Linked DNA regions of Gossypium hirsutum: region 2 is linked to region 1. The links are chromatin contacts, called in public Hi-C maps. All regions are on one chromosome and are shown on one strand. Each heading gives the region's core, a stretch centred on a gene start, on an enhancer-like site or on the middle of the called end of the contact. The rest is flanking DNA. Distances are from core to core; before and after follow the strand shown. Region 1 holds the start of LOC107910200 (mitogen-activated protein kinase homolog NTF3). Region 2 holds the start of LOC107910203.

Evidence for each region. Hi-C and Micro-C count contacts between places; a contact is called where the count stands out from the background.
Region 2: a Hi-C map of leaf shows a contact between it and region 1, with 2.9 times the contacts expected there. The contact joins the promoter of LOC107910203 here to the promoter of LOC107910200 in region 1. A contact is called at or near these places in 14 of 34 Hi-C or Micro-C datasets (anther, callus, hypocotyl and 3 more).

The regions. Positions count from the first base shown.
Region 1 is chrD02:21,748,403-21,753,173 of Gossypium_hirsutum_v2.1, forward strand. LOC107910200 (mitogen-activated protein kinase homolog NTF3) reads left to right here and starts at 2,825. Exons shown (of 3, transcript XM_016837981.2): 1 at 2,825-3,362; 2 at 3,541-3,998. The coding sequence starts at 3,576.
Region 2 is chrD02:22,058,086-22,062,856 of Gossypium_hirsutum_v2.1, forward strand. It overlaps LOC107910203, which reads left to right and starts at 2,463. Exons shown (of 5, transcript XR_001687538.2): 1 at 2,463-2,709; 2 at 3,523-3,969; 3 at 4,399-4,430; 4 at 4,554-4,771.

The DNA.
Region 1 (4,771 bases), core at 1,575-4,074:
CATATAGTTTCAATGGACACCATACGAGGATCCAACAATTCAGGTAGTAATTCCGGATGAGTACCTCCAAAATCCGAACGCTTGGCATGCGAAAGTACCATTGGTCAACTATGCGATCGTGGAGATGCACCATGGTTTAGGATCCATGGCAAGCCGTATTTACTGTCGGCAGAGGAGAGGCAGTGACAATTACGTGTCCAAAGGGAACGACGTGGGCCTTTAAATCCAAGACGAAGGGATGACGATGCAGGCCCATCAACGAGGCCCAAACATTCACTCGGCCAATCATCAGCGGCCATTCAATCACCAGGCCCAGCGAGAACACCGACACAGTCACCCGACCCAGCAGTTCAACCGACGATACCCACGACACAGCCTTTTCAGATGATGCCAGATGCGTATCCTAGCCCTTTTATGTATCCTAACCCTTATATGTTTCCTTTTCTGAGTCCTATGGCAGGTTGAAGTCCATGGCCCAGTTCATCTCCATTTTCTGTTACGCCGAGTGGACCGCTGATGTATAGGCCAGCATCGCACGAGGGATCACAAGAAGGGCCGTCAGGGAGCTCTTCTTTTTACCAATCCCCTTCACTGTATGAGTTTCAAACAGTTTTGCCGTTGGTGATACAAACACCTCCACAGTCACTATTCTATTAAGGTGGCTCATCGTCCCAACACCGACAACCAGATACCCTACCAGAGGAACCAGAATCCCCACCGGAGCAACCACAACCCCCGACGAAAGCTGGACAAAGGAGGAATCCAGCGCGTAATTGTCGACGGCCGCCATGTGGCACTGAATCCGGCGGGCACGGAGATTGATTTTTATTTTAATATATTTTTACAAACATTTTGAATATTTGATATTATTTGATGTAATAAAATAGAAATTCTTCTATATTATTTTATGTACTAAAATAGAAATTTACTTTTACATTTTTAATATAATAGAAATTCTTTTAAATAAGGCAATATGTTGAATATTTCTATATTATTTCATTTAATAAAATAAAACGTTGTTTTGAATAAAGTAATTGTAATTTACTTTAATATTTTTAATAAAATAGATTTTCTTTTAAATAAGTCAATACTTTGAATATTTGTATCAATTTTCCATTTAAAAAATATAAATAATACAATGTTTTTTACAATAACGTTCAACTATTGCGATTTGGGCATGATCGGCTTGTATGGCCTGCGTTCCTACACCATCTGCACAACTTATGTTGACTGGCTGTTTCTCGGATATCCAATTTTATTGACAAACCCTAAACTCTAAACCTTAACTTAATTGATTTTTCCTTAAAAATCGTTAACTTAAAAATACCAAAACCCTAACAAAAACCCTAACCCTAATCTGATTTTTAAAATTTTTTTAATTAAATTACTCAAGTAACCCTAAACCCTAATTTAATTGATTTTTTCTTAAAAATAATAAACACGAAAACTAATCCAATTTTAAATAATTTTTAAATAATTTAATAGACAAACCCTAAACTAGAGGTGTTCATGGGCCAGGCAAAAAATATGGGAGGGTTCGGGTAAAAATATAGGCTCGAAATATGAGTTTGGGCAAAAAAGCGAAGCCCGTTTAGAAAACGGGCCAGGCCTCGGGCACCACTTTTTTGGCTCGAGCCCGGCACGGCCCGGCCCGAATATATAATAAATAAATATTTTTATTCTTTAATTTTAAAATATTTTTAAAATACTTTTTTTATTCTTTTTATTTTTAAAATAATTTTTTTGGTGTTTATGGGCTTAGAAATTTTTCCCGCGCCGGCCCTGGACAAAATTTCAGTCCCATATTTCGGGCCAGCCCGGCCTCGGGCCTAGGAAGCGGTCCAAAATTTTTTTTTGGGCCTGACCCGAACTAGGCCCTACCAGGCCCATGAACACCTCTACCCTAAACTCTAATCCCTTATTTATTTAATTTTTAATCCTAAACCCCAAACCCTAAACCTTAAAACTCAAAAACAAGCAAAACGCGTCCTTAAGGGCGGGCTTTATCCACGTAGGCAAAACGCTCCCTCAGGGACGCGTTTTCCTATCACGTACCCTGACATCGTGCTGACGTGGATGCGCTTTCGGGGAAATAGACCCATTTCGGTAAATAATTATTTACCGGGCCTATTTCGGTAAATTTTAAAAAAATAGGGCTTTTATATGTAATTTGCCCAAATTTATGTTTTCTGTCACTTGATTTAAAAAAAAATTACAAAATAGTCATTGAAGTATTCGAAAGTTTTCATTTAAATCGTTGGGCTGTTAAAATTATTGTTGTATGGCCTTCACTATTCTCATCACCTGCAATAGTCGAAAGCCCTCATTCTCTTTCTCTTTTACGGTTCAATTTTTTCATTAAACAATTTTGAATATCACGAACCAACATCCAAACTACTTTCTTCTTTGCTTTCCGGCACTGATCGTCGGATCAACTTGGATTTAAGGAAAGTTCTTCTACTCGTCGATGGGTACTAACCTACTGTATCCATCGTTGAATCGTTATTTGGAGCTCACTAATCGGACTTTAAAAAAAACTTAATAGCCCAGTGGCTTAAATAAAAAAAGTTTCAAATAGTTCAATAACTTAAATCAAAACTTTCAAATAGCCCAATGACAATTTTGTAATTTTTTAAAGTTAAATAACCAAAAATCGTAAACTTACCAATAGTTTAGTGAATTGTGTGTAGTTTACTGTTTTTTTAATAAAATTCTTTACCAATGCCTTGTATCAAAAGACATTCCTGCTTTGAACCCTATGTAAACGACGTCGCACAGTTACCTTACCTTACTAAAACACACCACACCGCCTTGGCCCTTGGTTGCCGCCACTGCTACAACGGACCCTACATGAATGGGAAAAAGATAATATTAAAAATAAAATCCAGTTGCTGTCGTCACCTGAGCAAAACCCGGTGCTTTTTAAATGTAATAAAAATTAAAAATAAAACAAATCCCAACAATTTGTTTGGTTTTGTAGTTGCTCTAATGGCGTCGAGGGAACGAAGCTTCCTCTCTGAAGATATCCCCTTGGATCTCACCGTTGACAAGCAATAATTACATTAACAATCAAAGTATATCCTCTTTTTTTTTCTTGGTGTCGAGCTCTAGTTGGCTTCCCGCGAAATCAAGATCGGTCAGGCTTTTGCTCAAAGTTCAACCGCCACATCGTTTCAATTAGGGCATTCATCGATGAAAATGGAGTTTTAATTTACCTTCCTTTCTTTCTTTTTCTTTTTTTTCCCTTCTAGTTTCTGAAAATCTTGAAATGAATTCCGACGTTGATTAGCCAACAGTATCGCGGGACTTTCCGCAGTTCACTTTCGGTATAAAGAAGAATTGCTGAGAAAATTTCGAAGCAGGTAAAAACTTAACAATGTATCCCTCAGTTTTAATTTCTTTTCTTGATTCCTTTAATTGTATGATGAGGTGGACGTCTTCCACTAATTAACTGAAAAAAATAATTACTAAAAATTTCAACCCAAAAAAAATACGTACTTTATTTCCTGATTAAGTATGGTTTTGTTTTTTTCCTGCCAGGGATTTTAATTCAAAATTTTGGTTAAAGGCAAGAAATGGCAACACCAGTTGAGCCTCCTAATGGTATTCATTACCAAGGAAAACATTACTATTCCATGTGGAGAACATTATTCGAAATCGACACCAAATATGTGCCGATCAAGCCTATTGGGAAAGGGGCATATGGTATCGTTTGCTCTTCTGTGAATCGCGAAACAGACGACAAAGTTGCCATTAAAAAGATAAACAATGCCTTTGACAACCCTGTTGATGCACTGAGAACTTTGCGTGAATTGAAGCTTCTTAGACATCTTAGACATGAAAACGTGATTGCTTTGAAAGATGTTATGATGCCAATTCATAGGAGAAGCTTCAAGGATGTTTATCTAGTTTATGAACTTATGGATACGGATTTGCATCAAATTATTAAGTCTCCCCAAGCTCTTTCAAATGATCACTGTCAGTATTTCCTCTTCCAGGTATCTACCATTCCAATCCCTTTGCAAAGGCATCTTACTGGTTTGTTTTGCTGTTTAATTTGATTAATATGTATAACTGTTCTGCTACGTGGCATTGCATTTGAGTTTAATATAAAGGATCAAGAAATCGAAGGGTCCGTGTTTACAACTGTTAAAATTTTGTCTGTGGATGTATTAACAGAGCATTCCTCGGCATGAATTTTACGTCAAACTTCATTACGTTTTGCTTAAAAATGAAGATTAGGCAAAGAAGCAAGAACCTAAATGGTCAAATTTGAACGTGTATTCCCTGGACGCTATGTTGTGGAATTTTGCATTACTAGTATACTACTATATCATGTACATTATAGTTTTATGCCTCGGAACCTATGTGTTTAGATGGTTTATGCACTTTCCTTTCTGTTTGTTTTCTAATCAACGTATAAGTTCACTGTCAACATGTTGTATTCATTCTTAACACCGTATTGAATATTGATGGAGAAAAGCGTTTGTTCATACTAATTGATGTCCAATGCTTTAACATGTCTAGGCAACAGTTAGGGACTGACATAATGGGAGCTAGTTGGTTTTAGCTTTTCAGACAAACATGTTCTAGGCCTTCTACCTTTCTGGCATTATGTACTGGCCTGATATTGCAAGCATGGTTATTACTTTCATCACTAATATATCTGCTAGGCTTATCGATCGATAAGCTTTTATGCAAAGGCCTATTATTTTAAAAATTGTTTTTAAAAGGAAGCATTGGTCACTTTCTCTCACTTGTTTGGGCATGA
Region 2 (4,771 bases), core at 1,213-3,712, 310 kb after region 1:
TTTCATCTTCCCTACGACTATAAATCATTTCCCAGCCTTAAAAATTTCGATCGTTAAAAATATTTGGTTTACGTTCGAGGTATTCTTGAGTCATTAGTGATGAGTATCACTCTGATCCACACACATTTCATATATCATGCCAAGATGGAATAATTGCCTCTGAAGCCTATCCTAGGGAAGTCAGTTATGGGGTGGTTTTACTTTCTACTGTCAAGGGTAGAAGTCGACATGGAGGTCTCAATTGATGACCATTATGTTGTAATGGACTGGGGTATAACTGGAAAGCTAGTTGATGATCATTACGTGGCCATGAGCTCAATCTTTTCAGATACCCAAAAATGATGTCCTATAAATACCATACAGAATTTTGATGACATATTCATACAAAAAAACTCTAGGGCTTCCCACTATAATCAGTGTGATTTTTTTCTCTATTTCTAGGCAACTGGTACCTTTAACCATCCTTCTTATTCAAAGGTTGGCACCGTCGTAGACACAAGAGGACTCTTAGGCGGGGAGCATCTATTACGGTGTAGTAAAGGTGATGCTCTTTTCGGGGAGACAACAGTTGTCGTTATTACACAACCCATTAATAACTACGACCATTGCCGCATCGACCCGAGTTTAACCTCTACTGTGTTGGAACATCCTCTTTCCACCTTAGAGCCCCTTGTGTCCACCTCGGTGTCAATCTTCGAACAAGAATGAAAGGTTAAAGATACCGACTGCTTGGAAATAGAGAAAAAGATTATGTTGATTACACCGAAAGTCCCCAAATTTTTTCCATATGATTATGACACCAATCTTATCTATGGTATATATAAGGCATTTTTTATGGGTATCCAGAAAGCTTAAACTCTTGACCGCATAACGATTGTCACCTAGCCCCCCGGTTATACTCGAACTTGTGACCGCAGCACAACCTCCGACTGAGATCTCCACCTAGACTTCGACCCCTGATCGTATCAAGCATTATTACCTTGAAACCTTATTTCCCTACGATAGGTTTCTAAGGCGATGGTCTTATCCCACCATGACATATGAAATATATGTGTGCAGAGGTGCATTATCACATCCCCAACCCCTCAAAATTACCTAAGAACTTCTGTCGTCTCAGTCAAAACCCTAAATACTTTCAAAATACCCTAAAAACCCTAAAATCCTAAAACCTAATAAAAAAAATAAAAAGTCCTAACCCTGGAGAGAGAAAGTGGAAGCGCATCCAACTGGACGAGCTTTTTTGCCATTTATGCAAAAAACATGCCCAACTGAACGCGCTTTCACTTTCTCTCTCCTAAAAACGGCCTATTTCCCTAATTAATTTTAAAACGCACCTAGATAATTCAACAAACATAACCCTTTATATTTACAAATTTTGTCAATTTGATCTGAAAACACATCTTCATCATAAATCAGAGTTATAAAACAAATTCAAAACCTTTAATTAAGTATATTTATAAATAACTGTTATTATACTATATTAAAAAATATATAAATAATATATAATATTTCCTCAATGTATATATATATTCTGTCTTTATTTTTTGAAACAACCATAAAGAAATAGGAACATGGTAATGATGATACTACTTTCATGTAAGGGAAAACATTTGCATGCAAGTGTTTAAGGCTTTTTATCTTGGTTTCCCCTATATCTTTTGATTATACTAAGACATGAAATACGGGTTTAGTGTTATGGTTGTTCACATCTCTCTTGTTTCCTTTGAGGATAAAAAACACAAGAAGTTGGATTGTTTGGTTCAACAGTAAGTTGACTATTTTGTAGGCTTATATGGCACTAGCTATCGTAAGAGAACCAACAGTAAAAAACCAAATTTCCAAATCTTTGTAAGTGGTCAAAAAGCCTGTTAGAGTTAACTCAATAGCTTCCTACCATGTTGGATTGCAACACTCCAAAGCTGAAGCTTTTATTCTTTTCAGTTATACTTACAGACTGATGATCAAATGAAGGAAGCTACTTCAGGAATCAAAATGCAGCAGATGTTAGTCTTATCCATGGGTATGTCAATGCCAACGTCTACAGTCCTCTAACAGAGGCAATCTTGGTATCTTCTCGCATGAATTGATGGCAAAAGACAATCAAAATATACTGTAAAATATTAATATATATATATTTGAGGAATTATTATATTATTTATATATTTTAATACAGTATAATAAAATTTATTTATATATATTTTATGGTTTAGATTTATAACGAAGATGTATTTAAGGATTAAATTAATAAAAGTTTTAGAATTAAAATTAAATTGATATGATATGTAAGAATTGAGGACTAGATGTATTATTATTATTATTATTATTATTATTATTATTATTATTATTAGAAAAAAACAGTAGTGATAAACTCAAAAGTTTTCGTAATTTGGTGTGGTAATGGTTGAATAATTACAATTTACACTTTAAAATTAAAATAACAAAGAGACGTTTTTCTTTATGAAAAATAAATTAAAAATAAATAAAAAGGCGGAAGAAAAGGGAAGAAGGAAAGAAAGGGAGCGTAAAAAGAAGCAGAAATTTCAGTACCAACAGACGTTGCACAATCCCACATCCGTGCCCTTTGACTCTCTCGTTGTTCCGTCGTGAGCATCGGCCGATCCTCTCTGACCGCTGCCGGATTTTTCGACGCCGTTCGAATCTCTCTCTTTCTCTCTTCTTCACCTCCTTGACTGCCTAATTGTTGAATCTGTAAGTTCCTTTTTAATTAATTGATTATATTGTTATTGTCGCTTTATTTTTTGTTGTTTTATGGATGATATTTTTCGGCACTTGAAAAGCTTGATATCAGTTCACCGTGTGGAATATGAAACGCAGCCGGTTTTGAACCCTAATTGGAGCCCTTTTTTTTCTTTTGTTTTTCAGATTTCGTTGAACTTTTGAGCTTTTTTTTTTTGACACAGCTAGTAAATGTTCGAACCGATGATTCTTTGCTTCTTTTAATCTTTTTAATTATCAAAGTCGAACAAATTTATGCTCACGAGTAGTTGAACACTTTAATAATGTAAATATTCGCGTCTTAAATGTCTCAATTTACATTATTTCTATTCTAAATTTGGAGTTAGTCAGGTACATGGATGATTAATTGAGGAAGGTGGTCTCAACCAGCTGATTTTTTCGCTATTATTGTTTTTCCTCAGCTGAACTGTGTTATTTGCTAGTAATTATTTTTCAATTTACTCTTCAATTTATTTATTGTTGTTGATATCTAAAAGCATAAGACTCTCGAGCCCCTAGTAATTAACTGCATATTTCATTTTTAATACTAATATTTCCGGTGCGTGCGCATGTGTATTTATTTTAAATTTTAGCTTTGGTCTTGTTCTAATGAGGGAAATAAAATAAACTTGTGAAAATAATTCTTTAAGGAAAATGAAACATGTGGTTAGCTTGAAGTAGTTGTATTTTGAGTTTGTTTAGTTGGTTGCAGTTGTTTTATCTGTTCAAATTATGAATTCCAAAGTTTGTGCTATTGTTTTATCCTTAAAAGTATATATTTTACAGGAAATACTTGCTGTTTACCCCCTATGCAGTACTTCACCTTGCATTTTGCGTTGCTTGAATCAGTGGTGTGAATTTGCAATACTGTTCTTTTTTGAGGTATATGAGTGATCATGGGATCAGCTTGTTGTGTAGCTGCAAGGGAAAGGACCCTTCCAAAGAGAACTGGAGTTGAGACTTTGCATAGAAATACGACATGTTCGCCATCATGGAGCTTCCGATGGGATAGTCAAAGGTGCGTAGCTGATGAAATTGAAGAGCCTTCTTATCAGGTGTCTAATAGAGCTAGCAGAAATGTTAGCATGGAGAGAAAAGGGACATTAGGTTGTGGTAGGCGTAATATTTCTGATCAAAGAAATGCACTTGAGATTGAGAACTATGAAATACCTACTTGTCAAAAATTCCCTATCCGTGAAGATATGGGTAGGAATATGATGACCCCCTCTTCAGGTAAATTTATTTGTTAATAAGTAGGTAGCTTATCGAGATACCTTTTTCCTATAAGCATCTTTACTGTACATAAGATTTCCGGAAATTTGCTTAGAACTTTTGTTCTATGTTCGTTGTCTTGAAATTATGTCGTTTGTATAATTTTGTCTATTAACTTGATGTGAAAGGCTCTAATGGTCTTCAATTCCCAGCTACCGCACCTTTAGTATGCAGGATGCATGGTATTTACTAGTTGACTTCATTATCATAACTCATAAGAATGAACATAAAATATTATGTTTATTTATTTACTAGTTATATGCATTCTGCTATCGCCTACCACTCTATGTTCTCTCATTGCAGTTTTCAGTAACATGGCTTGGTGTCAGTTCCCCCCTTTCTATTATCTTTTCGTATTTTGTTTGAAATTGTTTTATGTTGTTGCTGCAGACATATCAAGGGCAAGTAATTATTCCATTGAGGTAAATTTAGATAGTTGAATAAGTTTTTTATGCTTGTGTGTGTTGTCTTTTTATCTTTTGGATGCTCTAGCCTATTCTACCCCTTTTTATGGTCTTTAACATGCCCTTCTGGTTATCCTGTAGGTGAAGAATTTGGCAGAATCGCCGGATATTGTGGATTCATCTGCACCAAAGCTTTCATTTTGTATACCTTCACCACCCTCACCACCAATTACAAAAACTTTGTCTGGCCATATTCCTTCCAACTCAACCCCATCTAGATGGGCTCGCCATTCACCTGGGCACCGGCTACTGAGGCAGGTCTCTGATAGTCGAATTCTGGGACTGAAATCACCAAATAA